4 separate regions of the Mus musculus genome follow, and all the other regions are linked to region 4. The links are chromatin contacts, called in public HiChIP or PLAC-seq and Micro-C maps. All regions are on one chromosome and are shown on one strand. Each heading gives the region's core, a stretch centred on a gene start, on an enhancer-like site or on the middle of the called end of the contact. The rest is flanking DNA. Distances are from core to core; before and after follow the strand shown. Region 1 has its middle 21 kb from the start of Gm40302. Region 2 has its middle 14 kb from the start of C130083M11Rik. Region 3 holds the start of Rbpj (recombination signal binding protein for immunoglobulin kappa J region). Region 4 holds the start of Zcchc4 (zinc finger, CCHC domain containing 4).

Region 1 (5,858 bases), core at 3,308-5,807, 670 kb before region 4:
TAAGCATAGACTTTATGCTTTTTCATTTTAGACATTAAGAAGTACAAGTGAGCCTATGGTAACCCAACCATGCCCTTCCCTGGGGACAAGTTAATAGAAACACAACTCGTTTGTTCTCCAAGTCACATTCCCATTTTCAAAGATGACATCGCAGAATTGACTGCATCTTCCCAAGCAATAGAACACAGAGATGGAAAGCAACACACATAAAGTGGGGGGATTGTTTTCTTATATCTCAGCCATGTCTCTAGCACACGCATGCTGTCTGCTGCAGACCAGGCATGGTAAGGGACCAGGAACATGGAGAGCCACGGCTCTCGCTCCAAAGAAGCTCTCTTGGTGGAACGTGCAATGACAGGGACACATAAGGAGTTACAATCAAGAGAGAAAAAGTTAAAGGTGGAAGTGGAGGGGCAGAGAAAGTCAAATCAGTACATGATTGACCTTTGTGACAGGTCACATCAAAGGGTCTTCCTTCATCCTGTGATCATCCACACCCATCTTCATTGGGACCACCTCCTCCTTCTCCTGCTGCAACCTGAAAATGCCCCAGTCACCAGCTAGCCCTTCAATAGTCATCTGTCACCAAAGCTTGGTGACACAATTCATTGTTTTCCTTCCTGAATGAAAGTAAAAGGAAGTATATATTCGGGGTGTACCATGAAAAAACGAGGCACAAAGCAGCTTATGAAACGCAGACATCCCCTGCCAGTTCCATCTCAGCAGAGGGAGCACTACAGCCAACTGGGTGGGAACAATTACCAAATTGTCAATGGAATTCAATAAACGTTGTTTTAAAAAAGCTAATTATTTGTTACAATAACCAGCTACTCGCGCCACTTTGTATTTGGAGGTTTGTAAACTACTTCCATTTGAAACGTAATTGATTCCATTTTTATCATTTGTTCAAGTTTATGTGGTTGTTCTCCTCCTAAGAGATGATAACATCTATTTTCAGCAAATTATACATTATAATTCCTCATTCAAAAGCTGTAACGGAAAACAAAATGCTAATTTATGCTGTAAACGAAACTACGGAATCATAATCACTCATTGTTAACATTAGGGACAAACCGCTACTGGAAATAATAAATTGGAATAAGATGTGGTTAAGGTTGCTGCTGGGTCTCCCTCCTTTTCCTTCCTGACTTTTTCCGGCCAGTCCGGTTCCTAACGCTATTTCCCCCGAGAGAGTTCTTGGGTGTCTTGTCTTCTTCTGGTATAGACCAGACATTGCCTTTACCTTTAGCTATTACCTGCAGCTCGATTTCAAATGTACAGGAAGACGAGCTCACAAAGCAATCAGAAGTGCGCTCTACAGAGGGAAGCATATTAGAGCCACACACCTTCTTCTCCACATTTCATTAAGTCTCTGTTCCTACATCTCCCTACACATCAGCCATCTTCCCCCTACCTCACCCCAGGCCCCTCTAAAGTCCCTTCTGGCCAAGGGGAACCTTCTCTCAATGCAAGCTCCCCTTCTGCTTATGTAAATAACACCAAAGAAATAAACAGTTGCACACAAGCCCAGTTACATTCCATAAATCACATTGATTCTTATTAACCAAAAAAAAGGAAAAAAAAAAGAGGGAGTGGGGGATAGATATGGCACCACGTTCTGGAAAGGCACTGGGCTTTGTTTAAGTAAGCATCTTTAGGAGAAAAGGTTGTAACATCGAGTAACTGCATTTTCCTCTTTCCTTCATTTTTAAAACATATTATAGTGCAAACAAAATGGGGAGATTTAAATACAAGTATTATATCAAAAAATTTGAATTCTTTGAAGGGACCAAAAAGTCACACCGTCTCGGAGAGTGAGTCACGTTTCTGCTGCCCTTTGATTTAATGCCATCTGCTGCACACGTTTACCTCTTTGCTGGCAAGGTGTGATCATTGATTTCCTATGGTCTCTTGGAAGGAAGTTCTGCTTCCTTGATGATGACTACAAAGGGGAGGTGACCCCATTCTCATTCCGATGCAAGCCCTGCACTTTCCTATTTCCGCTAGGGCCCCAGGAACAGTGAAGCCAGCGAGAAACATCCTCTCCGTATTGCTGCTGACATCAAATGTCGTCCCTCCCCTTCCCACAGCTACAGTGTGGAAGGACATGATATAAGGGCCCAACCATGAAAAGGCATGAAAGGTTCGTGATGGACAGGAGTATTAGGTGCACAACTCCTTACAGAAGACTCCTGGAAAAACGGGGGGTGATGAGAAAAGCAAGTCTCAGTCTGAATTGAAAACATAACCAAACTGATATGAATTCGTGTCTAAAGGGACATGAATGCATACCTAAATGTGTATGCATACAGTGTGTGTGTGTGAGAGAGAGAGAGAGAGAGAGAGAGAGACAGAGAGACAGAGAGACAGAGAGACAGAGAGACAGAGAGACAGAGAGACAGAGAGAGAGAGAGAGACAGAGAGACAGAGAGACAGAGAGACAGAGAGAGAGAGAGAGAGAGAGAGAGTTTTAATGTATCTGAGTAATTGTAAAATCATTCTTCTTGATTCAGAAATTTGACCAATCTAAAGACTCTGTTTCTCTGACCAGATCAACTATCCAAATCAAATAGAGTAATAAACTCGAGTATCTAGCAAGGCCCATCACCAAGAGGGAAAAAGCATCAGGTGGTTACAGTTGGCTCCACCAAAACAGACAGACAGCTTCACCCCCAAGAATTCTATGTACAATATAAAAGAAAGAAAAGGAAGTGGGGGGTGGGCAGTCATTAATATCAACGACCAGTATCCTCAGCACCCATATAAAAGTCTCCAAACTGGAAGGCAGAACCAGGAGGAGGGATCACTAGGGCTTGCTGGCCAGGCAGTCTAGCTGAACTGTGAGCTACGGGTTCCGTGAGTGACCCTAACTCAAAAAGAATAAGGAGAGAGCAGATGAAGAAAACCCTTGGCATCAACCTTGGGCATCCCACACACATGTGTGCATACCTGCACATACATTTAGGTAAACATACATGAACATGTACATGGGCATATGGCATCAAAAAAAAGTGAAAAGAAAGAGAGGGGATGAAGATTTGGACAAGCAAAGGAGAGGTTCACTATTTGTAAAGGCAAACAGATGGCATCCTCAGAGACTTTCAAGGGATGGGTGTGTAGCCTCACAGTGCTTTTGTGTTGCAGAGAGGAATGGAGTGGAGACAGTAAGAGGAAGCTGGCCTCTGGCTGCCCAACCAGTCCCCACTACTTGCTCCTAACTAGCACTTAATTCTGTCTTGTTTGCATTCTCTGTAAAATGGGAATAACAAGACAAGGCTCTACCCCGTGTTGTTATGGAGACTAAAGGAGTCATACCGGTGTAAAGTGTTTGAAACAGCATTTTAAAAAAAAAGTAGTAGCCACAATCAAAATCCTGTGATCTTGTGTCTATAGAAATTTATAAAGGTGCAGGATATTTTCAAACCAAAGCTACCAAGAGGAAGCTCATCTTACCGGAAGACCGTGGCAACCGATGTATGTCCCGACAAGTCTTTCTTTTTGTTACTGTGCACTGTGTCATGTATGTGTAAACAGACATACATCATACATGGGTGAGTATGCTCATGTGTGCATGCAGAAGCTAAAAGACAGCCTCGGGTATCACGCTCACCAGCACCATCATCACTACTGTCAACACTGTTCCAGAGTTCACTCACTAAGCTGAACTGGCTATGCTGTGAGCCCCAGGCAGCTTCCTGTCTCTGCATCCACAGTATGCCACCATGCCTGTGATGTTTACGTAGGTGCTGGAAATGGAAGTAGATTCCTCCCAGTTGCAAGCCTTAGGTACATCTCTATGGATCTAAACACTGTCATCACTTTAAGAATTGTGGAATAGTCGGAAAGAAAGCATACATATATTCAATTCTACCTGGTGTTTCCTGCTTTGTCTATCTCTATTCCCAGAACTAATGCCAAGCTTCTCCTACTCCTACCAAAAACAAAAGAACAGACAGACGTGTTCAACAACTTACCTACCTATCTTCTGTAATGAGCCTGTATTAAAACTTCTACGTTGCTAGACAAGATGAAGTGCAAAGAGCCCCAAGCACTGAATAACAAAAACTATAGAGCCAAATTCAACAGGAACCCTGCCTGCTCTGCAAAGATGCATCTGGGCTGTTCTTCCAGGGAGGCCATTTTCTATTGAAAGCTCAGAGGTTGATGGTGCAGGAGGCAAAAGAAAGTTAAAATGCATAGTCACACCAGATAGTGATGCATCTTTCACAAACTTGGGGGTTAAGCTACCAGGGAACCAAGGAACTGTCCGATCAGGTGAGGAAAGTCAGATGTCAGGCCTCTCTGGGACACCCACGCAATCAGCTAATTGGCTTCATTTTTCACTTTCAACTGATTGATTCTGTATCATACAGACCTGGCCTGCTTCGATCTGGGCTGACATAGTGGCAACTAATAAGGTGACCCAGGTCCTAAAAGCAAGCAGATAATGGCCAAGGATGGAGCCTGACCGCTTAAACAACTCCAGGGGAGAAGCCCAGGCTGAAAGGCAAAACATAAAAAGAGAAAGCTGAGGGCTGGAAGCTTGCTCTGCTGCCATCCCTAGGCGTGAAACTGTAAATTAAAGAACGGGCTGCCGTCTGCTGCACTGAGCCAAAGCAGACACATCTCACAGATACACTTTAATTGGGGGTTTCATTCTAACTGAAACAGGTTCCTCCTCAGCAGATGCTTCCCCCCCCCACACACACACACACACTCCACTCCTGCCCACACACACACACACACACACACACACACACACACTTGTGGTTTGTTTTGCACATTGGAAAGCCCATGCAAAAATACCTGCAGCATGGTCTCAGAAACAGGATGGAATCTCCCAGTTTCTAAATGGCAACAGATGTAGTTTCGGCTCTAATACACATTAGACTCTTTCTCTCTCTCTCTCTCTCTCTCTCTCTCTCTCTAAAAAAAAAAAAATCAACAAGCCACCCCCTCCAGCTTCAATAAATGTCACAAAATAACTAAATTCTTTCCTTTCCACGATGATCCGTAGCTGGAGTATTTTTAATGTCTGTTTATTTGCTTGTTTTTGTTTGCCTGGTTTTTATAAGTGAATAAATGACTCGCTACTTTCCAGATTTTCCATCTCGTCCTATTTTTCAACCCCTTGTTTATAATGAACGGTGTCATAATCGTGCTTCTTGTGAAAACGAAAGAAATCAAACAGCCTTGGGATTCCAGGAAAGGAGGTTCTTAGTAGACATGCCTGCCTGCTATTGATGTTGTAAAAAGGTTCCTTTTACATGGTATTAGATGTTGAGAGCACATCATATTGATCTAGAAATAAAAAGCTTGATTTTTTTTAGTACAGCCAACCCTTACCTTCATAAGCACTTTATAACACTAAGAAGTGGGTTTTATTTTTAATTGAGGTAAACAAATTACACTTGAAGAACGATGCTATTTTTAGGGAATGAAGGGTTTGTACGCTTTTTTGGCAGCAATTCAGGTAAAATCATGAATAAGTCTCACTCTTTCAAATTTTGGCCCAGGCCTCTCTCCCCAAGTCAACGCTGCCTGAATCCTGGGATAAAATGTGAAACTATTGCCTTTGTTTTCTCCTTGTCCTCCGTAGGAACAGTAGTTGCAAGCAGTTTTCGTAGTCATTTGCCCATGCTCAGATGCTGAAAGGGCAAACTGGAGCTCAGCAAGGCCTAATGCACACGCTGTATAATTCTCCTTCCTTGAAAATGGTGACGGTGGCTGAGCCGGAAACCTCAAGTCTCCTAAGGCAACGCTCGCCAGCACTTCCCACCGGACAAGCAGAGCTAGGGTAGTGACCGCCCCTTCCTCTAACAATGCTTGTCTTTCGTTTGTTTCTGCACTTTATCTTA
Region 2 (6,777 bases), core at 3,777-6,276, 550 kb before region 4:
GGAGAAATCAGGATTTTATAGATTCTTGTGGGCATAGCTCAAATCTTATTTTTATTTTATATTTAGAAAGGGAAATAGGACCCCAGAAAGTCACTTCCTAATGTTGTCCATTTGCTTTTTATTAACAAAACATAGATGCTCTGTCTGCATGTATATCTGTGTGAGGATGTTGGATTCCCTGGAAATGAAGTTAACAGACATTTGTGAGCTGTCATGTGGGTGATGGGACTTGAACCCCAGTTCCCTGGGACAGCAGCCAGTGCTGTTAACTGCTGAGCTATCATCTCTCTAGTCCCTTCATTCGTACTTCTTAAATTAGCCATTCCGAGAATTTCAATTTTAGTTCACAATAAGTTAAAATATGAATCAAAGTGGCTTTATGTTTTGCTATTCTGGTATGCTCATGAGTTTCAAGGGCATAGGGAGGTTTGCCCCATGCTGCTTTAGACTCAAAAATGATACATAAAAAACAATTATCCTGAGTATGTGTAACACAATTACATTAACTTACAGTGAGCTTGCTTTTCAGTTAAAACAAAAATGTGAACTTTGCATCTCTGTATGATTTTGATGTAAGAAAGACCCAGCAAAAGTAAGATGAAATGACACTTGTTATGCAGATTTAGGTTATTATATTTCCATGTTTAAGAGCTAACCAGGGGGCTGGAGAGGAGGCTCAGTGGTTAAGAGAGCTTGCTGTCCTGTCATGAGGATGCAAATTTGAATCTCAGTATCCCATCATGTAGCTCATAATGTCCATGACTCAAAAATGCCTGTAACTTCAGTTCAGAGGGATCTGACGCCCTCTTCTGGAATATGTGGGCACCTGCACACATGTGCACATACACATACACTCATATACATACACTCATACAAATAATTAAGAAGAATAAATATTGCAGAAAGCACTCATCACCAGAGCCGGGTGTCCTTACAAATGGAAGCTTTGAAATATGTGAAATATTCATATAGGACCTCTCCTCACTGTAGGTTTTATTCTAAAACAGACTGTAACAATCTTTTCCTCTGATAAGAATTTTGCATCCCCTTCGGAGGTAAAGATGGAAGAGGGAGGGATCACAAAGAGTGAGGATTAGGGGAGGGAATTGAGAACACATAAATAGAGTCCAGAATTTGTCTCTAGTTCTGATACAACCTCTAGAGTTTAAGCTTAATAAATTTTAACATCTCCTTTTTAACATGGTATGGTTTCTGAAATATTAATTTTTGTAAATTAGTGATTTTATCTCTTTTTTTAAAGATTTATTTTATTTATTATATGTAAGTACTTTGTAGCTGTCTTCAGACACCAGAAGAGGGAATCAGGCCTTGTTACAGATGGTTGTGAGCCGCCATGTTGTTGCTGGGATTTGAACTCAGGACCTCCGGAAGAGCAGTTGGTGCTCTTAACCGCTGAGCCCTCTCTCCAGTCTGTGATTTTATCTTTTATTTTCTGATGTGCTTTAAGACTCCAACTATAGTAGGTGTCCCACTCATGAGTTGTATTTCCACTATCTAGAGTTGATTTAGTATGATTTTTTTTTTAACTAGATATTCCCCAATTAAGGGACATGTAAGCTAAGTGATCCTTGTCCATTTTTCTAGATACTCGTGTAAGTTAAATTAACACAATTACCAAAGATAAAAACATCTGGAGTAACAAATGGCAGCTCCCCAACCCCCCCCCCCCCAAATGTCTTCTTCCTTGTATCTCTGTTTTCTATTCTCCTGAAAATCATAGGCGTCTGTGTGCTACATACAAGATGTGCGTTTCAGATGAGCTCCATGGGCTGCATCGGGAAGCAGCTCCATGTGTTCTGATACCTGCTGTGTCTCGGGCTTGTCCTGTACATGACAGAGATATTGGGAGGGGGATACGGCGATCAACCTGTATATGTGTATTTCTGATAAGGCTCCTTCCCACTTAGGAATAGGGTTGATTCCATTGGATCCCTATACATTTTGGAATATTTTCCTTGACACCTCCATATTGCTGAGCTGGAGGGGTTGAGTACCTCTTATCTTTGATATCACCATTATCTGCTTTATTTTATGGGCTTTTCTGTTGCCATGGTGAGACACCATGACAATGAGCAACTTAAGGAAGAGCCTGTTTTGGCTTATGACTCCAGACAGCTAGATAGCTTAAAGGTAAAGTCCATTAAGCATTGAATTACTCCCTGGTCATAATGATGATATCAAAGATAAGAGTACTTGTTCCCTCCAGCCAAGCAATATGCAACTAACTGTTAAGGAGAACACCCCAGAATGCAAAATCTGGAGATCAAGTGAAATTACCTTTATTTCTTTTTTCCTACCAATTAACTTATTTATTCACTTTAGATCCCAATCATGTATCCCCCTCCTAATTCAGGCCCCCTTACCTGGACCCTTCCTCCACTCTCCTGCCCTTCGCTTCTGAGAAGGGGGAGGTCCTTCTCAGGGGACCAAACCATCCTGGCACATCAAGTCACTGCAGGACTTGGTATATTCTTTTCCACTGATGCTGGACAAGATAGCCCAGTTAGGGGAACAGGATCGACAGACTGAAGACCAAGCTGCATTTCTGCTGCATATGTACAGGAGTCCTAGGACCAGCCCATGTATGCTCTTTGGTTGGTGGTTCAGTCTCTGGGAGCCCCCAAGAGTCCAGGCTAGTTGACTCTGTTGGTCTTCCTGTGGAGTTCCTATCCCATCCTGGTTCCTCTATTCTTCCCCTAACTCTTCCACAAGATTTCTCGAGCTCTGTCTAATGTTTGGCTGTGGGTCTATGCATCTGTTTCAGTCAGCTGCTGGGTGGGAGCCCCTCAGAGGACAGTTATGCTGGGCTCTTGTCTGTGAATCCAGGCTGACAGATACAAACATCGCCTGAGGCTCCAAGGTACTTTGAAGGAGGAAGCAGGTCAGCAATGTGTTCATATAGATCTTCTGAGGACAGTTCAGCACATCATCCCCCTGCCCCACCCCACACACATACATACACACGGACAGGGGTTGCTACTACAGTCATTTATGTCTGGCTCACACAGGCCACCTGTGTATCTAGGCCAGCAGTGACAAATATAGCTGTCAACAGTGTCTTCACATGTTGCATCATTGCATGACAAGGCTTTGACCAACAAAGAGGCAGCAAGGCCTCACAGTGCATTCCCTGAATCCACTACCTGTGCAGGGACAGTGGTTGTTGTTTCCTCCATCCACACGTGGACCTCCATGGAGACAGGGTTGACTGGCGCATCATCAAAGTTGAGTTCACGGTGGTTTCCAAGGAAGCTCGGTGCACAGTCACAGAAGTAAGCCCCAAGAGCATCCTGACACGTGGCACTGTGCAGACACGTCTGGGATCCTTGGAAGGAACTTGGATGACTCAGCCAGGAACACACACATAATGGTTGATTGCTCAGTGGTATAGTAACAGAACAGAAGAAAGTCCTAAGTCTTTTCAAATGCCTGACAGGTAGGTAGCGTTGGGGTTGGTGGAAGTTAATGGTCTGTTAAAGCATTCCAAAATGATAGTCAAAGGGATATTAGGTCAGACACAGAGTTGGGTAATAAATGTCTATTAAAAGGCAGCTAAAGATAGCCAAAGACAATTTAGCGCTGGGCCTGCAACATTCCAACCCTCCACAATCACTAAAGTTCTGGTAGTCAATCAGCATTGTAAGATTTTAAACAGAAGCTGGACTTCTCCCCCTGGGAACTTCTCAAAACAGTAGGTATCAGACAAAACAAACAGATATTTTAAAATTCACGTAAAGCAAAAGTGACAAGGAACCCAGAGTAGCTTAATGCAAAGACTTGCCAAGGACAATGGTTTGTTTGTTTGTTTGTTTGGGTTGGGTTGGGTTTTTTTTTTTTTTTTAAAGAGTCAAAGTGAACAAAATTGAAAGAATTCTCTGTCACCTTTGAGGTTCCATGCTAAAGGTGTCACATGCTGTACTGCCCGTGGGACCTGCAGTGCATTTTCTTAATTAGTTATTGGTGGGGAGGGCCCAGCCCATTGGAGGTGGGGCCACCCCTGGGCAGGTGGTTCTAGAGTGCTATAAGAAAGCAGACTGAGCAGGCCATGAGGAGCAAGCTGTGTTGTTTGTACTCCTTAAGAGCTTGTCTTGTGTCAGGAGCCATCTAGGATAGGCTAAAGCTGCCAGGTGGGGCTCCTGAAAGATGGCCCACCATTTTTGAATGGTCTTCAATTGATGATCTCAATGGCAAGGTCCCAAAGAGACTTGATCTCAGGATTGTGTCTTTCAACTGATAAGCCTTTCCTGTCATTATTAAATTAATATAATAATCCCTGGGCGTTAGCCCATCCTATTGATCAGGTTTCCTGCAGATCAACATAAAGATGAACTTCTATGAATTAATGCTGTTTAGATATATGATACATGTGTTCTCCAATATACATATTCTTAGGGTTTCATTACTGTGAAGAGACACCATGACCAAAGCAACTCTTATAAAAGCAACCATTTAATTGGGGCTGGCTTACAGTTTCAGAGGTTTAGTCCATTATTGTCATGGTGGAAAGCATAGCAGTGTGCCGGCAGACAAGAGTGCTGGAGGAGCTGAGAGGTCTACATATGGATCCAAAGGCAGCCAGGAGGAGGAGGAGGAAGGTCTCTTCTGTACTGGGTGGAGCCTAAGCATAAGACTTAAAAGTCCACCTAAACAGTGATGAACTTCCTTCAACACCTCCTCCTAGTAAGCTGCACCTACTCCGACAAGGCCACACCTCCTAATAGTGCCGCTTCCCTTGGGTCAAAACTTTCAAGCATATTCAAACCAACAAACAAGCATGAAGCACGCACATGTGTGGGCAAGCGTGTGTGTGTGCGCACACACACACACACACACACACACACACACACGCACACACACACACACACACACACACACACACACACACACACACTTCCAGAGAAGTGAAATACAGAGCTAAAAACTACAACCTCAACCCTCTAGCACCAGACAGGGAAGAGCTCTGTGAGTCTGCAGTTTCAGACTCTAACCTGGGTGTGGTTCCTGGAGGAGTCTGGGCATGACTCCCTGAGGGGAGGTTGGAAGAGTCTATGTGGAAATCTTGACTGGTTATTTACTTTCCCCTCTGGTTTCTTTCTAACCTGTACTCTCCCCACTCCCAAACCTGCCTGGTAGACAGCGTAAGACTGTAGGGAAACAAAACAAAAAATAAAACAAAACAAAACCCATAATGCCAATGAGTAGATTTAATGGCTTCTTGACACTCCCGCAGATCAGGATCTTTTCTTCAGTCTCCGTTCATCATATATAAAGCAGGAGCAATGTGAAGGTGTACTGAGTATAATTGATTATACATTGTTGGCTAATCCAGAGAGCACACCAAACCCAGACAGCAGGGCCAAGCACCTGTAAGCACTGTGACTGCCTCCAGGAGGATGTTTAATGCAAAACGGAATGGGTCTCTGTTCCCTGGGGAACTTGATCAGCTCTTCCTTGCTTCACTTCTCTCTAGCCCCAGCTTCTGCTCTGTTTCTTTGCTTTCATTTTCCTCCATCTTGATGCTGGTATGATCCTCATGGAAACAAAGCATCTTTGATTGTCTTTTGATTTCAGTTCTCTTTTCTCATCTTCCCTTCATTCTGTTTTCCTTTAAATGCTCATTTTTTAAATTGTCTTTTTAGGGTTTTTTTTTTTTCTTTTTTTCTTAAGACAAAGTTTCTCTGTGTAGCCCTGGCTGGACTGGTATTCACTCTGTAGACCAGACTGGTCTTGAACTCAGAGATCTATCTGCCTCTGTCTCCCGAGTGCTAGGATTAAAGGTGTGTGCCACCACCATCTGATCTCTATTTCCCTTCTAATGCCAGAGTTACATGAAATAGAAACAGAGGGACATTGCTTTTATTGTATTTTAAGTTAAAAAAAAAACCTTCAAAATTTCTTTACAAGAAGTCTAATTCAGACAATGCATTATTTCTAAAGATTCCTTAGCTCTCTCTTAAATTATTTTTTAACAAGTCTGTTCTTTGCAAGTTAGCTGTGTGTGTGCCTCTTCTAATGTGTACCACCAGGCCCTCAGCTTTTAAATTTTTCAAAAATATCTATCTTTCTATCCATCTATTTCTATCTATCCATCCATCCATCCATCCATCCATCTATGTATCTATCTATGTATGTATGTATCTGTGTATCGATCTATCTATCTATTCATCCATCGATTCATTCATTCATATATGTATGTATGTATGTATTCATCCATCCATCCATCCATCCATCCATCCATCCATCCATCCTTCCACCCATTTGTTATCTATTTGTGGGGTCAGACCATGATGCACATGTGGAGCTCAGAGGACAACTAGCCAAGGTGCTGCTCTCCTTTCATCTCCTGAGTTCTGGGGATCAAGCTCTGGTTCTTAGGTTTAGTGCCAAGTGCTTCCATCTTGCCAACCCTCAATTATTAGTATATATTAATTATATATAATAACTTTCCTTATGACAATTTCATACATGTACACAATATACTTTGATTCTATTCATCCCATCATCCTGTCTTGTATCCCACCTTCTCCTACTGACTCCCTTTTCTTCCTCCACAATGACTTACCTTCCACTCTTCTGTTTTGAATTTATTTAAATACTTATCAAGGGATGTATGTGTTGCACATGTGTAATTCTAGGTCCTGGGCATACAGCCAAAACTAAATCAACACAAATCATGGTTTAGGTTCTCGTGAGCTCGCTTCCTAGGGGGAAGGAGGCTACAGAGGAAAGGGTGTCAGGCTTCCCCTACCCCTGCTC
Region 3 (5,811 bases), core at 791-3,290, 810 kb after region 4:
GCAAGACACTAGTCCTACACAGCACCACGCCAATCTGAAAAGTGGCAGAGTGAAGAAGGGTTCTGACAGCTCTTGGGCAAGTAAATGAATTCAAAAAGGGTGCGTGGAGAACAGCAGCCACTAACGTATCTGATGAAACAGTACCTAGAACGGGATGCTTGCTACAAAAGAATAGAAAGAGGAAGGAAACAAAACTGGCGTTTTAAGTCATCTGGGGGGGAGGGGAGACAGAAACTGGTATGTATGTAGGATTCCTTTAAAGGCTAGGAACAGACTAAGGGGAAGCTATTTAAATCGTGTTCTCGTACCACAATGCAAACGTTTGAGATCGCTAAGCTCAGCTTTCCCGGAGCCTTGCCGGCTCACAAAGCCATCGAAGACACTATAAAGGAAAACAAAACAAAACAAAAAACAAAACAAAAACAAAACAAACAAACAAACAAAAAAACCCCAAACCAACCATTGCTAGAATAGTTAAGGGAATCCAAACTTGTTGTAGAGCAAGTGAAGTGGAGGCCAGACTAGGTGACTCAGATGCATGACTCAAAGCCGACACGGGGCTGGCTGACAGCTCCCGGAGGCGGGGGGCACCACGTCTGTCACATTTCAGGAAAGTACCAGGCTCGGGAGGGCGACAGGAAGCCTCCCCGGCGCGTGCGTGAGTGTGCCGGGGCGGCCTCAGCCCGCCGCTCCCCGCCACGCGCCCACCGCCCCGCCCCGCCCCGCCTCGCGGGCGCCTGTCGGACCCTGCCTTCCGCGTCCCGGGAGCCGCACGGGACGAACACCTGTCGGGGCCCCGGCTCTGCGCGATGTAGGGCGCACGCCCAGCCGCCCGCGGGGTGGGTAGGAGAGCGCGTTCTCGCGAGGCTTAGGAAATTTCCCACGGCCCGTGTTGTGTCTGAGCCGAGCGGTGGAAGGCGCTCGGGAGGAGGTGTAGCGTGAGACTCCGGCTGCCCGCATTGCGCACATGCGCAGTGGCGCGAGCGCGCCGCGCCAATCCTGCGGCGCTCCGGAGCGGGTCTCGGGCGGGCTGATCCAGTTCTCCGGGTTTTTTGTGGCTCCCTGCGGGAGGCAGGCAATGCAGGAGCTGGGAAATCTCTTGGAAAGCAAAGGGCCGGGAAGGGGGGGGGGGGGGAGCAGGGAGGATCAGCAGGTAGGGGACCGGAGGGACAGGTCTCGGGCCACCACCTGCCGAGAGGTGTCCCAGGCAAGACAAGCATCGGGCGACAGCATCGGGCCACCGCCGGAGGAGCTGTTTCTAGGCAGTTACCTACACGTCTGCACCCACACCTACATCCTGCAAGCTGGCTGCTGCCATGAGTTCCCCAGGCAGTCGGAGCTGGGCGGGTAGCTCGCTCCCAAGTGCCCGGGCTTGTAGTGGTGGCTCTGGGGACAACCATTCGGGGCTCTGACGTGTGGGTGCAAAGTGAACATCGGGGGGTTAGGGGGGACACCTTTGCGCGAGGCTGACCTCGGGATGACCCCAGCTCGCATCGGGGAGAAGCGGCGAAAGGCACAGAGCTTATCCCCTAATGCTTTTCCCCTGCAGAGCTCTTGGGAAGGGTCAGCTCACGCGGCGATCACGCCTGTCTCGCCGCGTGTGCGGGTCGTGCGGGAGCAAATGAATGGAGACAGTCGCTGGCAGGTCACCGGGGACCGGGGCTCTGTCCCGATCTCCGCCGCTCCGGCACCTGATACTGAGATTAGCATAAGGGAGGTGTCCAGTGAACGTCGGAATGAATGAAAAAGGCTGGGAACCCGCGGCGAGCGGGAAGCCACTTGGAAAACACCCACTCGAGGAGGCGTCTCCTCTAGGCCTGTGAGACGCTCGCATTTTCCCAGGACCCCTCCTCCCGGCCCCGGGGCCCCGCCTCCTGACCCCTCCAGTCCCGGTCCCCGTAGTAATGCCCTCCGGTTTTCCTCAGTCTCCACGTACGTCCCCGAGGGCGCGTCCCAAAACCCGGATAACCGGAGCGCTCCCCATGGACTACTCGGAGGGCTTGTCCGCGGAGGAGCGGCCTGCGCATGCTCCATCGGCGGGGTAGGTTTCTAGGGAAAGGCAGTGAGCAGATCCCTTAGTCCGCGGGCGGCGCGAGGCGGCTGGCTCCCGGCGGCGGCGGCGGCGAAGCGGGGAAAGACGGCGCGGGGGCCGGGTGGCAGCGATCGGCGAGGCCGAGGGAAGGGGCGGGGGAGAGGAGCAGGGAAAGGCGGCGGGGGGAATCTCGCGAGGGTTGGAGTTTTGGCGAGAGTTTGTGGAAGATGGCGCCTGTTGTGACAGGGTAAGTCTGAGGGGGCAGCGAGTGCTGGGAACCGGGAAAGTTGCGGGCGTCTGACCGCCGGCGGCAGGCGGCGGGCCGGGGCCGCGCGGCGCGCCGGGGCCTCGGGAGGCGGCGCGGGGCGGCGACGCGATGGCGCGGGCCGGTGCGGGGCTCGCCCGTGCGCCGCGGTGGAGCGGGCTCCGGGCGCGTGAGGGCGGGCGGTGGCGAGGCCGGCGGCTGCGGGCGGAGTGCGGCCGGCGCGCGGGGCCGTAGGCACCGTGCCCGGCGCGCGCCCCCCTCGGCGGGCCTGGCGGGGATCCCGGCGCAGCTTTGTTCCCCGTGCGTGGCCCGCGTCGCCTGTCCTCCCAGCCGCTGCCCTGGGCGCCGGAGCGCTTTGTCTGTGTGCGCTGCCCCCCGCGATTCTGCCCCCAGCCCTTTGTTTCGCCGCCTTAGGCTCTCTGTGGGAGCCGCTGCGCGCCCCGCATCCCGTCTGCACCTCCACTCCGCCCGCTGTCCCTCCTCCCGTGCCCCTTTGTTGTATCCCTCTCTTCAGTAGCTGGGTGACCTGCCATAGCCCTGGCACCAGATTACTGCCGTTCTCTTTCTTCCATTGTCTTTCTCGTGTGTATCCCCTCTCACCTTTTTCTCTTTGGTCCTCACCCCCCCCCCCCAAGGCTTTGTCTCCCCTATGTAGTGTCTCATTCTCTTAGCATCCCCTTCCCCTCGCGTCACTGCCTGATTTATCCGCTGCCCACTGTGTCTGTCTGTTGAACTGTCTCAACCCCGGGGACTCCATCTGGTGCTTCTAAGTGCGCACAGACTCTAGGGTTTGCTTTTGTTGTTTGAGTCTGGGAGATGCTTGAGATACTTAAGTTTGCTCCTTCCGCGCCCCTCCTTTCTTCCTTCGCACCCATTTCTCTCGGGATCACACCCCTACCCACCCCTATGCGCCCCTCTCTTGGGATTAAAACGACCCCACTTTTCTTTGCCATCTTTCTGGGCCCGTGATTGTTTTGCTTGGTAAGAGTAGCGCTGGAAAAGGATCTCGATTTCTTGATGGTTATTGCCGTCCCCATCATTGGCTTCTGACGGCCCCAGGCCAAGGGCATCCGCAGTAGCCTTGCACCTGGGTTACCTGAGGGCTAATGGAAGGGTATATTTTAAGACTGTTAGAAGTAGGCTCAAAGGTACTTCCCACCCCCCCACCCCACCCCCTGTTGGTGATGGAGAATAGTTTCAGATATTCGCAGTGGATGTGCGTTTGATGTGAATAGGAGGTGAGTGAATTTTGATGTTGTAAACTTGTGAATGTTGGGCTGATGAAGTTTATCTTTTTTTTTTTCCCCTGGAATTTGTATCTACAGTTTTAATGACTTTTCGGAGACATCTGGCTTGGGAATTTGATCAATGGCTTGCTTCTTCATAATTTAAATGAGTTTACCATTTATGGTTGTTTGAATTTGCAGTTTGAGTGTGTAGTTTGTGATTTTTACTTCTGTGGATGTGTGGCAACTCCTATTCCGACGTTGGGAATCAGGTGCCAAAGAGCAGAGTGTAGTTTTGGTTTGATGAATACTGCTTTGAGGATCTTTGTGGGATACATTAATTACGGGCAGTCTAAAGACTGGTAGCTTTCAGTTTGGTTATCTTAAAAGGTACTTCCTTATGTTACTTGAGCATTAAGTTGTTTTCAGCTCTTATTGTTATGGTAATGTTAAAAGCTTGGGTGAAGTCTGGGGGTGTGGTGTAGGATATTGTATACTAATGGCCTGAATTACTGCATCAGGGTTGAAATAATTTAGGGTTGTAAATACTGAATGTATTGTTCAGAAATATTCTTCCACTAGTTGATCACTACTTTTAGAAGATACATTACCCTTAAAGTCATATGCAGCTTCTTCTCTATATAAAGTTGTACACAAAGAGTTGTTGAGGACATAGAAGATGAGGTCTAAGGAATGTTGGCACTTTGGAAAGCTTTTTAAAAACGTGGTTATTAGAATTTATAGGCGGAATACTTGCAGTATAAGGCACACTTTATGAACATACATGAAATTGTGAGAATTTGCATTTGTTTCATACTTAGTGCATAACTCGAGGCTAAAATTGGGCACACTGGTTCTGATCGTGAGCACAGTGCAAATTCTGTATAGTAATGCAATGTAGTTTGTTCTGATTTATGCATTTGAGAACGATCACAAAGACATCATAAAGTTAGCTTCACAACTTGAGGGGGTTGTTTCTAAGCATGTGAGACTTTTATACTTTCAGCCCAAAGGCTAGGAGTGAAATAAAAATGGTGCCTTAACTTAGACAGTGGGCATTTGGAAATATAATGAACGGTGGCTGGGTACCTTTCTGAGTATTATTTCATCTTTAAACTTATTACCCCGACATGTTTGTGGGGAATCGTTCTATTACATACGTCTAGGCACTCAGTTTTAAACAGTTAAGTTTAGGTAAAAGTTACTTCTTGATGTATACTCACAGACTTGTATGATCTCTTAAGTGGGTAAAATATACAAGTAAAAAGCTGCTATGGCCAGCTGTGATTCCTTAGATAATCGTTGGTATTATGGATGGGTCCAGCGTTAGAAGGAAATGGTTATGTTCTAAAGGTCTTACCTGTTTTAATTCTGAGGTTTACTTAGTTTTTGAAATAAGACTTGGCTTGAAAGCAAGCACTATTTTGCATTTTGCTTCCTCCTAATACTAGATTCATGTTATTTCAGCTAGGGGCAGTATTTTCTCATGGATTGACTAAAAATTGTTATTTTTGGCATTTGGCTTTGTGATTATTTCCAAGATATGTTGTTTCCTCTGCCAGCTTCCTAACTGTGCAGAATGGGAATGGAATAACTTGCCACATCTGTAGAGGTGCACCCTGCCCTAGGTAGAGCCCCCTTGGATGAACAGTGTGCTTAAGGTCTAGGAACTGTTACTGGAATGAGCTGATGTAGGTCATTTTATAGGAAGTCAAGTAGGAGGTTATGAACTAAGTTCTTGGCAAGTTAAAGGAGTGACAGTGAAATGAAAGAAAAAAAAAACAACTATGTGTTATTGAAGTTTGTATAAAAGATATAAATTTAGAGGGAGAGTGTCAAGCAGAAACAAAGAGATGGAAGGTATATCAGACTAAAACATTGTAAAATTATGGAATGCCCTTTATTGATTTCTGTATGTAGTAATACTTAATTTTTTATATTTTAATTTTAAAATTTTATTGTAGCAATACTTTTAAAAGGATAGTACAAAGTAATTTTTTGCACTCTTAGCCTGAAAAGTTTTATATCTGTCTTATATTTTTGGTATTTTGAAGAATATTTTCTGATCACTAGACATGATTTTAGACTTGGCTCTTGGTTTTAGGGGAAGTTTTTTTGCACTTGACATGCTGTAGATACTTCCTGATGAAACCCATTGTTCCTTTATTTTGGTAGTTGATAGTCTGGTGTCATCTAGTTCCCCAGTCAAAGTTTTGGGCTTCCTCTCTCACTAGCTCTTTCCTTCTGAACCTTTGAGACAGGTTGCACCATGCAGCCCGGGCCACCCT
Region 4 (6,766 bases), core at 2,593-5,092:
TCTCTAAGGCTATACCTACTAATCCTTCCTTAACAGCTCCAACCAACCGAGGACCAAGTATTCAAATATATGGACCTATGAGAGCCATTCTCACTCAAACCACCATAGATGCCCTTAGAATCATTGGCTATCTACCTACCTCTAACCTACCACCATATTCTCAGTTTGACGAATCACCTGGTATTTCTGAAAAGGCTCACCCAAAGGAAGGTAGTATGAGTTGCGGATGGGCTGAAGTCTTGGTAGAACACCTTCAGCCCACCATCTGTACAGCTCTCCTTTGTAGCAGATCTCTTTATCTCGAGGTTCCATTGTCCATGTCTACAGGGGACAACCACTTTCACAACTGAATCCTATTTCCTCCCACCCTTCTGCTCAGGTCTCTTGCCAGAAAGATTTTGCAGGCAGGAAGAAGGGACTAGGCTGCTCTTCCAGATTTGATGAAAGGCCTCTTGAAATCTATATCTGCAGAGCTGTTTTTTGTTTTGCTTTGTGGGAGCCAGGGTCTCCTGCACCAGGCAATCAATCACTCTGTCACGGAACCGTATCCTCCTGTTCAGGGCTGTTCTGGCTTTCTATAGACCTACTCCATGGCACTTTTGCCCAGCACATCAGACATGCTAAGGTGAAGGCCACACATGATGGCACATGCCTGTAATCCTAGAACTTTAGAAGCTGAAGCTAGACAATGGCCACAAGTTAAAGGCCAGGCTGGGTTACAATAGTGAATTCTAGGCCGGCCAGTGATACTTGGCTAGCTGTTGTCTCTAAAAAAACAAAAGAAAGCAAAACACAACAAAGAAGAGCTCAGGAAGTCTCAAGAGCTCAGAAGTAGCAGTTCTGGGGTATGTAGTTCTGCAGTGTTCTCACTGTTTTTCTTTTTTTTTAATTATTTTTTAAGACTTATTTATTTTATATATATGAGTACACAGTAGCTTGTCTTTCAGACACACCAGAAGAGGGCATTGGATCCCATTACAGATGGTTGTGAGCCAGCATGTGGTTGCTGGGAATTGAACTCAGGACCTCTGGAAGAACAGTCAGTGCTCTTACCAGCTGAGCCATCTCCCCAGCCCCCTCACTGTTTTTTAGAGATCCCAGAAATCTCCCATGGTCCTTTGGGTCTCAGGCCTTCCCAGATAAGCATCACAGTTTGGGGCTATTCACAGCTGGGGAGGAAAGCAGAGAGAGGACATATAGGGGGCTTCCTGGCCAGCTCAGCAGGGCATCAGGGTCCAGATGTGAGCATTGCAGGGTATTTGAACAGGGTGTTTGGGAGGGAGAGCAAAAGAACACAGAAAGAGAGGAAGGAGGCAGTTTCATTGGGACAGTTGTACAGAGACTAGTTGCAGAGAGAACAAGCCAGACACAGATGAAGACAGAACGAGCCAGTGAATGAGGAGACACAAGATTAGAACAGATTGCCAAAATTAGTATGAGGTCAAGCAGAACCATTCAGGAAAGGCCAAGGAAGAGAAACCAGATCAAATCAGTCAGCTTGGAAAGGAGTTTGTGAGCCAGAACTGCTGGGTTGAACAGGCAGTTAGAGTTCAGAAAGAACAAGAAAGGGTGAGCTTATTCACCAAGAAGTCTCAGAAGCTGAAAACATTCTAAGTCCAGATATATGGAGGCCAGAAGCTTCCAGGACCAGGCCTAGGTCAGCAGATTGAGACCATAATCCTTCCAGACAACAGTTGGATAGGCAAATAAAAAGTACTTTTACATCTGTGACTGGAGTGGTAAAGCAAAAGACCATATTCTACCAAGCATCTGGAAATTTACAGGGAAGGCTAATAGGCAGAGCTACTTGTTGCAGAAAACACCATCCTTGTGGAAAAGGATGCCCCAGTAGTGACTACACATCTCCATCATGATGACTGTCGTATCAGTCATCTCTGTTGCTTGTGTTTGATAGGACCAAAGTTTTTCAACCAGAAGATAGAGACAATGCTAAGACATTCTCTACAAAAGATCTGGCTTCACTCATTGTGTTTGAAGGAGATTTGGAGAGTGGAGTTCTCTGAGGATAATGGGATAGTCTTCCTGGTACTTGTAGGATTTTACTGATTTGTCCAGAGACTCTGTGGGAAGAGTTTCCGAATTCATTGGGTCTTAGGATCAAACTCTGAGTGACAGGACAGGCAGCCAGAGTCCACCCCTGTGCTCGGGTCTATTTTCAGTTTCCATCAGAATCCTTCCAAGGATTTCAGAGTATTTCTGCCCCCAGTATTTCCCAGTATGAAGTAAAGACTCTATTAGGCAATAAAAACACTCATAACTTACTGATGATTATCATAACCCTGTTAGCAAATAAATACATAGATGTCTATCAACCATAGTTAACACCTCATAACATTCCAGTTACCGATGGGATGTGTACGTAAATGTTCCCCCACCCCACCCGCAAAAAAAAAACCCTAAAACCTAGGATCTTGGTGATGTTGTAGCCTCCCCAGTTTTTTAAATTTTACTCTAATGCCTATGCAATAAAATCCCCTAGTGGCAGAGTTTCTAGAATTTGTGCCTGTTGTAAACTGGTGAATAACTGTGTACCTAAATCTAAGGTGTGGGATTTTTCTCACCAAAGTTTTTCCTCAGAAAAGAGAAGACTGTATCATTTTTGAAGGCTGCTTTATTATCATAATTATATACCTCCTCATGTACCTTATTCAGATCAGAGTGTGTGCATGTGCATGTGTGTATACACGCATGTACGCGTGTTACAATTTGCAATTTCATTGACAGATGTGTGTATGAATGAGCCTTGACTACTACTACCACTGTTTGGAATTAGATAGACTGATCTCTCCCACTTGGTTATTTTCTTTTAAAATTATTTTAGCCATTTCTTTGCCTTTCCCTATAAAATTCAGAATAATACTTTGTATATCTGGCTGAGATTTTGCTAGAAACTGCACTCAACCTGTCTGCACTTAACCTGGTAGGAGGTGGCATCTTTACTGTGTTCCGTTTCCCGTGTAATGAACAGACCACGCTTCCACATTTATTTAGATCTTTCTTGATTTTTTTTTCAACCACATTTTCTAGTTTTCTGCTCATGAGACCTGTGTACGTTAAACAAATACATGCTTCTTTTGCTTGGAAATTCTAAGTGGTATTCTAAATTTTATGTTTAGACAATCACTGCCAGGGTATGTTAGTCTCATATCCTGAAACTTACCAAACTCAAGTTAACCTAGAAGTTATTTAAAAAGTGTACATTCTTTGATATTTTTTATGTAGACAACTGCCACTGGCAAATGGCGACATTCTTTTCCTGAGGTACAAACGAGAACGAGAATTCAATAATTACGTGTAAGAGCAAGTGTTAGATGAGCTCCAGGCATGGTGAGGCATGTGTTTGTAACCCCAGCATTTGGGAGGTAGAGGCAAAAGATTAGGAGTTCCAGGCTACACTCTGCTACTGGGGAGTTAGAGGCTAGCCTGGACTACATGAAACCCTGTCAGAGAACAGAACAGAACAGAACAGAACCAAACCAAAAGACTAGACAGTTCTTTGGCATTGTTAAACGCAATAGAGCTGCTGTGCTGTGTGGTTCAGCCATTGTTTACCTCTTTGTTGCTCTTTTGGATCTATAATCTAATCAGATCTTTGTTCTAAAGATTCATCTCTTCTCCTGGTTATAGGTGCTCTCTTGGCATAGGCCTTCCAGCTTCACCCCAGAACCCCCACGGGTGTGTGTGTGGGTGGGTGGGTGGGTGGGTGGGTGGGTGTCCTGCTTAGTTTCTCACTCTGGGTCTGACGGCGGCATGGCTCCTCCAGGACGCGTGGGGCGCTGTGGGTTCCGCGTGCCGCGGCGGCGCTCTTTCTCCGCCTCCTTGGTTGGGACAGAGGCTTTCGGGACTTCGGCAGAAAGATGGCGGCGCCCATGGACTGTCTTGAGTCCCTGGAGGGTGATGGCGACGCGGGGCGTAGGGCGTCCGGGGTAGAGGTGGCGCTTCCCTCGAACCCCACGGCTCCTGCCCCGCTGTGCCCGCACGGTGGGTCGGCGTCTGCGCTCAGCCTTGCCGGCGGCGCCAATGGCGAGGCTTGGGCTAGGTGCTCTGCGGGTTTTTCGGATTTGTGTCTGGAAGAGAAGGCTTTTTCCCACCCCCTCTTCCTTACCTTGTGTGATGCGTGAATAACACCCGGTTTCAGAAAGTGTTTGTCACTCTATTTAGTAAACCCCCAGAGAGGTCCTGGCTGCTGGAGCTTTGTCTCCAGAGCTGTTAGCATCTCTGCTTTGGGGGACAGGTTAGGGAGAAAGCCGAACGTAGAATGCACGGGGCTGAAGGCTTCTTGCTGACAAGTTCTTAGCGGAATTTAATTTGTTGAATTGATGGGGTTTTATTGTTTTGAAGTTAGAATAAACAACAAAACCCTGGAAGCCTAATTAAGTTTACTTCTTGCGGCTTTCCAACTGTAAAGCTCAGGGTTTCACTGAAAATGGTAACGGCAAACCTTGCAGTTCTCCGGGCTTTCCCCCTTGTTTTATTCGCGTTTGTTCTTTTAAGCATACTTTCGTCATGGACCCCAGCTGTTGACTATTGTAATGTAAACAGAAAGCATTTTCTTTTTGAAGAGAGCAGTTTTAAAAATTATTTCTAATATTCAAATGCATCAGTGTTGCAATGGAAGAAAATAAGATTTATCAAAGAGGATAGTACATTGAATTATAAATTATGTATAATGCCTAAATAAGTTTTATTTAAGGCAGAGAAACTTGGTGTAGACTACTGCTTGATACTTATTTTTTCTTCCTATTCTGGAACTAGGGCCTACTCTTCTCTTTGTAAAAGTGAACCAAGGGAAGGAAGAAACACGAAAGTTTTATGCCTGCTCAGCCTGTAGAGATAGAAAAGACTGTAACTTTTTTCAGTGGGAAGATGAAAAGGTACAGTAACATTTTGGCTAGTTTTACGGAGAATGAACCAGTAAACATGAAGTTTAAGCATTATATAAAAGGATTTCTTTATTTTAGTGCATTTGGTATTTTTAAAGATTTTTTTTTTCCTTTTTTTTTTTTTTTTTTTTTTTTTTTTTTTTTTTTTGAGACATTGTTTCTCAGTGTAGCCCTGGCTGTCCTGGAACTGATTCTGTAGACCAGGCTGGCCTGCCTTTGCCCCCTGAGTCCTGGAATTATAAATGTGTGCCATCACTGCCCAGCTTAATGATTAATTATGTGTATATGTGTGTGCACCTATTTATTGGTATGCACACATGAGTGCAAGTACCCATGGATATCAGAAGAGATCCTCCGATCCCCTAGAACTGCAGTTACAGTCAGTTATGAACCTCCTGATGTGGGTGTTTTAAATAGAGTTAGGTCTTAAGGTAGTGTTTGATCTCAACTACTGGGCCATCTCTCTCACCCCAAGATAAATATCTTAGGAGGGATGAAAATTTCATGCTTTGGATTTTGTTTTTAAATTCTGGGCATTAAAGTTAATACTTAACTCTGAACTTTGATACAGATGTGTTATTGTCTTAAATGAAAATTAGTTCCCTATAAGATTTGATGTGTTAGTATTGGGTAGTCAACTTACAACTTCAGTTTTGCTATTTATTAGTTTCTTTTGGTTTGTTTTTGGTTAGTTTTTGGTATCTTCCTGTGTAGCTCTGACTGTCCTGGGTCACTATGTAGACCAGGTTGAACTCAAATTCACAGAGCTCCACCTGCCTCTGCCTCCTGAGTGTGCCATTACTCCTTGCAACTTCTAGTTGGTAATGAGAATATTGAAAAACAACAGTTATTTATTTCACAAGAGTTCTAGAGATTGGGAAGTTCTAGATAAAGAGGGAGTAATATTGATGGTGTGTTCTGCCCTTCTGATAAACAAACAAACAAACAAACAAATACACAAACGTTTGTTCTGTCTTTCAGTTGTCAGAAGCTAGACTTGCTGCCCGAGAAATTCATAATCAAAAATGCCAGCCTCCTCTATCCCGGGCACAATGCATAGAAAGGTATTGGTATGATGTCTTCTTTTCCTTATTGCTTTGTCAGTGATGTTGCTTTTTAAACTTACCTTCATTTATTTTTTTTTACACTTTCCATTTTAATGATTTGCAAGTGTACAATTCACTGGTATTGATTTTATTCACAATTTGTGCAACTGTTTCTTCTGTGTTCTAAACATTTTTAATCACATCAAAAAAAATCAGAAAATTTTCACAATGAAGTAATAACTCCTTATTCTATTTACTCCAAACCTTGGTGACCTCATTGTGGCTGTGAATTTGATTATTCATATATTATTCATTATTCATATATTATTTGTTCTTTTTTTTTTCTTCGAGACAGGGTTTCTCTGTGTAGCCCTGGCTGTCCTGGAACTCACTCTGTAGACCAGGCTGGCCTTGAACTCAGAAATCCGCCTGCCTCTGCCTCCCAAGTGCTTGGATTAAGGGCGTGTGCCACCACGGCCTGGCTTTATTTGTTCTTGATATCTATGATTTTTACATTTAGTATGTTTCCAAGGTACATCCATGTTCTTTATGAGTATTCCGCCTTCATGTAGGTCTGTGTAATATATTTGTACCTTGTACCTATGGAGGCCAAAAAAGGGCATTGGATCCCATGAAACTGGAATTAAAGATTATTGTAAGCCACCACATTCATGCTCGGAATAGACCCAGGTCCACTGGAAGAGCAGTATCTGTTCTTAACGGATGAGCCATGTTTCCATCCCCCTTGTTTGTTTGTTTGTTTTTAAATCGGATATCACTATATAGCTCTGGCTGGATTTGATCTCACAATCCTTG

Evidence for each region. Hi-C and Micro-C count contacts between places; a contact is called where the count stands out from the background. HiChIP or PLAC-seq counts read pairs in DNA pulled down with a chosen protein or histone mark.
Region 1: a contact with region 4 is called in an H3K4me3 HiChIP or PLAC-seq map of forebrain, with 6 times the contacts expected there. The contact joins the enhancer-like site here to the promoter of Zcchc4 in region 4. A contact is called at or near these places in 6 of 39 promoter capture datasets (the 3T3-L1 cell line, the C10 cell line, the SN4741 cell line and 3 more), 1 of 15 datasets of contacts at CTCF or cohesin (large pre-B cells), 11 of 115 datasets of contacts at active chromatin or transcription factors (the 230-238 cell line, astrocytes, craniofacial prominence and 7 more) and 2 of 9 other capture datasets (embryonic stem cells and liver).
Region 2: a contact with region 4 is called in an H3K27ac HiChIP or PLAC-seq map of embryonic stem cells, with 3 times the contacts expected there. The contact joins the enhancer-like site here to the promoter of Zcchc4 in region 4. A contact is called at or near these places in 6 of 39 promoter capture datasets (the 3T3-L1 cell line, the SN4741 cell line, hippocampal neurons and 2 more) and 3 of 115 datasets of contacts at active chromatin or transcription factors (embryonic stem cells and large pre-B cells).
Region 3: a contact with region 4 is called in a Micro-C map of the G1E-ER4 cell line. The contact joins the promoter of Rbpj here to the promoter of Zcchc4 in region 4. A contact is called at or near these places in 1 of 484 Hi-C or Micro-C datasets (the G1E-ER4 cell line) and 2 of 115 datasets of contacts at active chromatin or transcription factors (large pre-B cells and pro-B cells).

What each region holds. Positions count from the first base shown.
Region 1 is chr5:52,106,629-52,112,486 of GRCm38.p6, forward strand. It overlaps a transcript of Ppargc1a not described here. Among named protein-coding and RNA genes, the nearest start is that of Gm40302, 21 kb to the right of the region's middle. Within about 2 kb of position 4,558, at least 11 of the 459 cell types and tissues checked have an H3K27ac peak or open chromatin away from gene starts, as enhancers often do. A contact at or near this core is called in forebrain and hippocampal neurons, where this site is marked.
Region 2 is chr5:52,227,360-52,234,136 of GRCm38.p6, forward strand. No RefSeq gene overlaps it. Among named protein-coding and RNA genes, the nearest start is that of C130083M11Rik, 14 kb to the left of the region's middle. Within about 2 kb of position 5,027, at least 18 of the 459 cell types and tissues checked have an H3K27ac peak or open chromatin away from gene starts, as enhancers often do. A contact at or near this core is called in embryonic stem cells, where this site is marked.
Region 3 is chr5:53,588,446-53,594,256 of GRCm38.p6, forward strand. Rbpj (recombination signal binding protein for immunoglobulin kappa J region) reads left to right here and starts at 2,041. Exons shown (of 11, transcript NM_001080927.2): 1 at 2,041-2,279. The coding sequence starts at 2,260.
Region 4 is chr5:52,779,213-52,785,978 of GRCm38.p6, forward strand. It overlaps Zcchc4 (zinc finger, CCHC domain containing 4), which reads left to right and starts at 3,843. Exons shown (of 13, transcript NM_001308144.1): 1 at 3,843-4,002; 2 at 4,777-4,895; 3 at 5,886-5,968. The coding sequence starts at 3,879.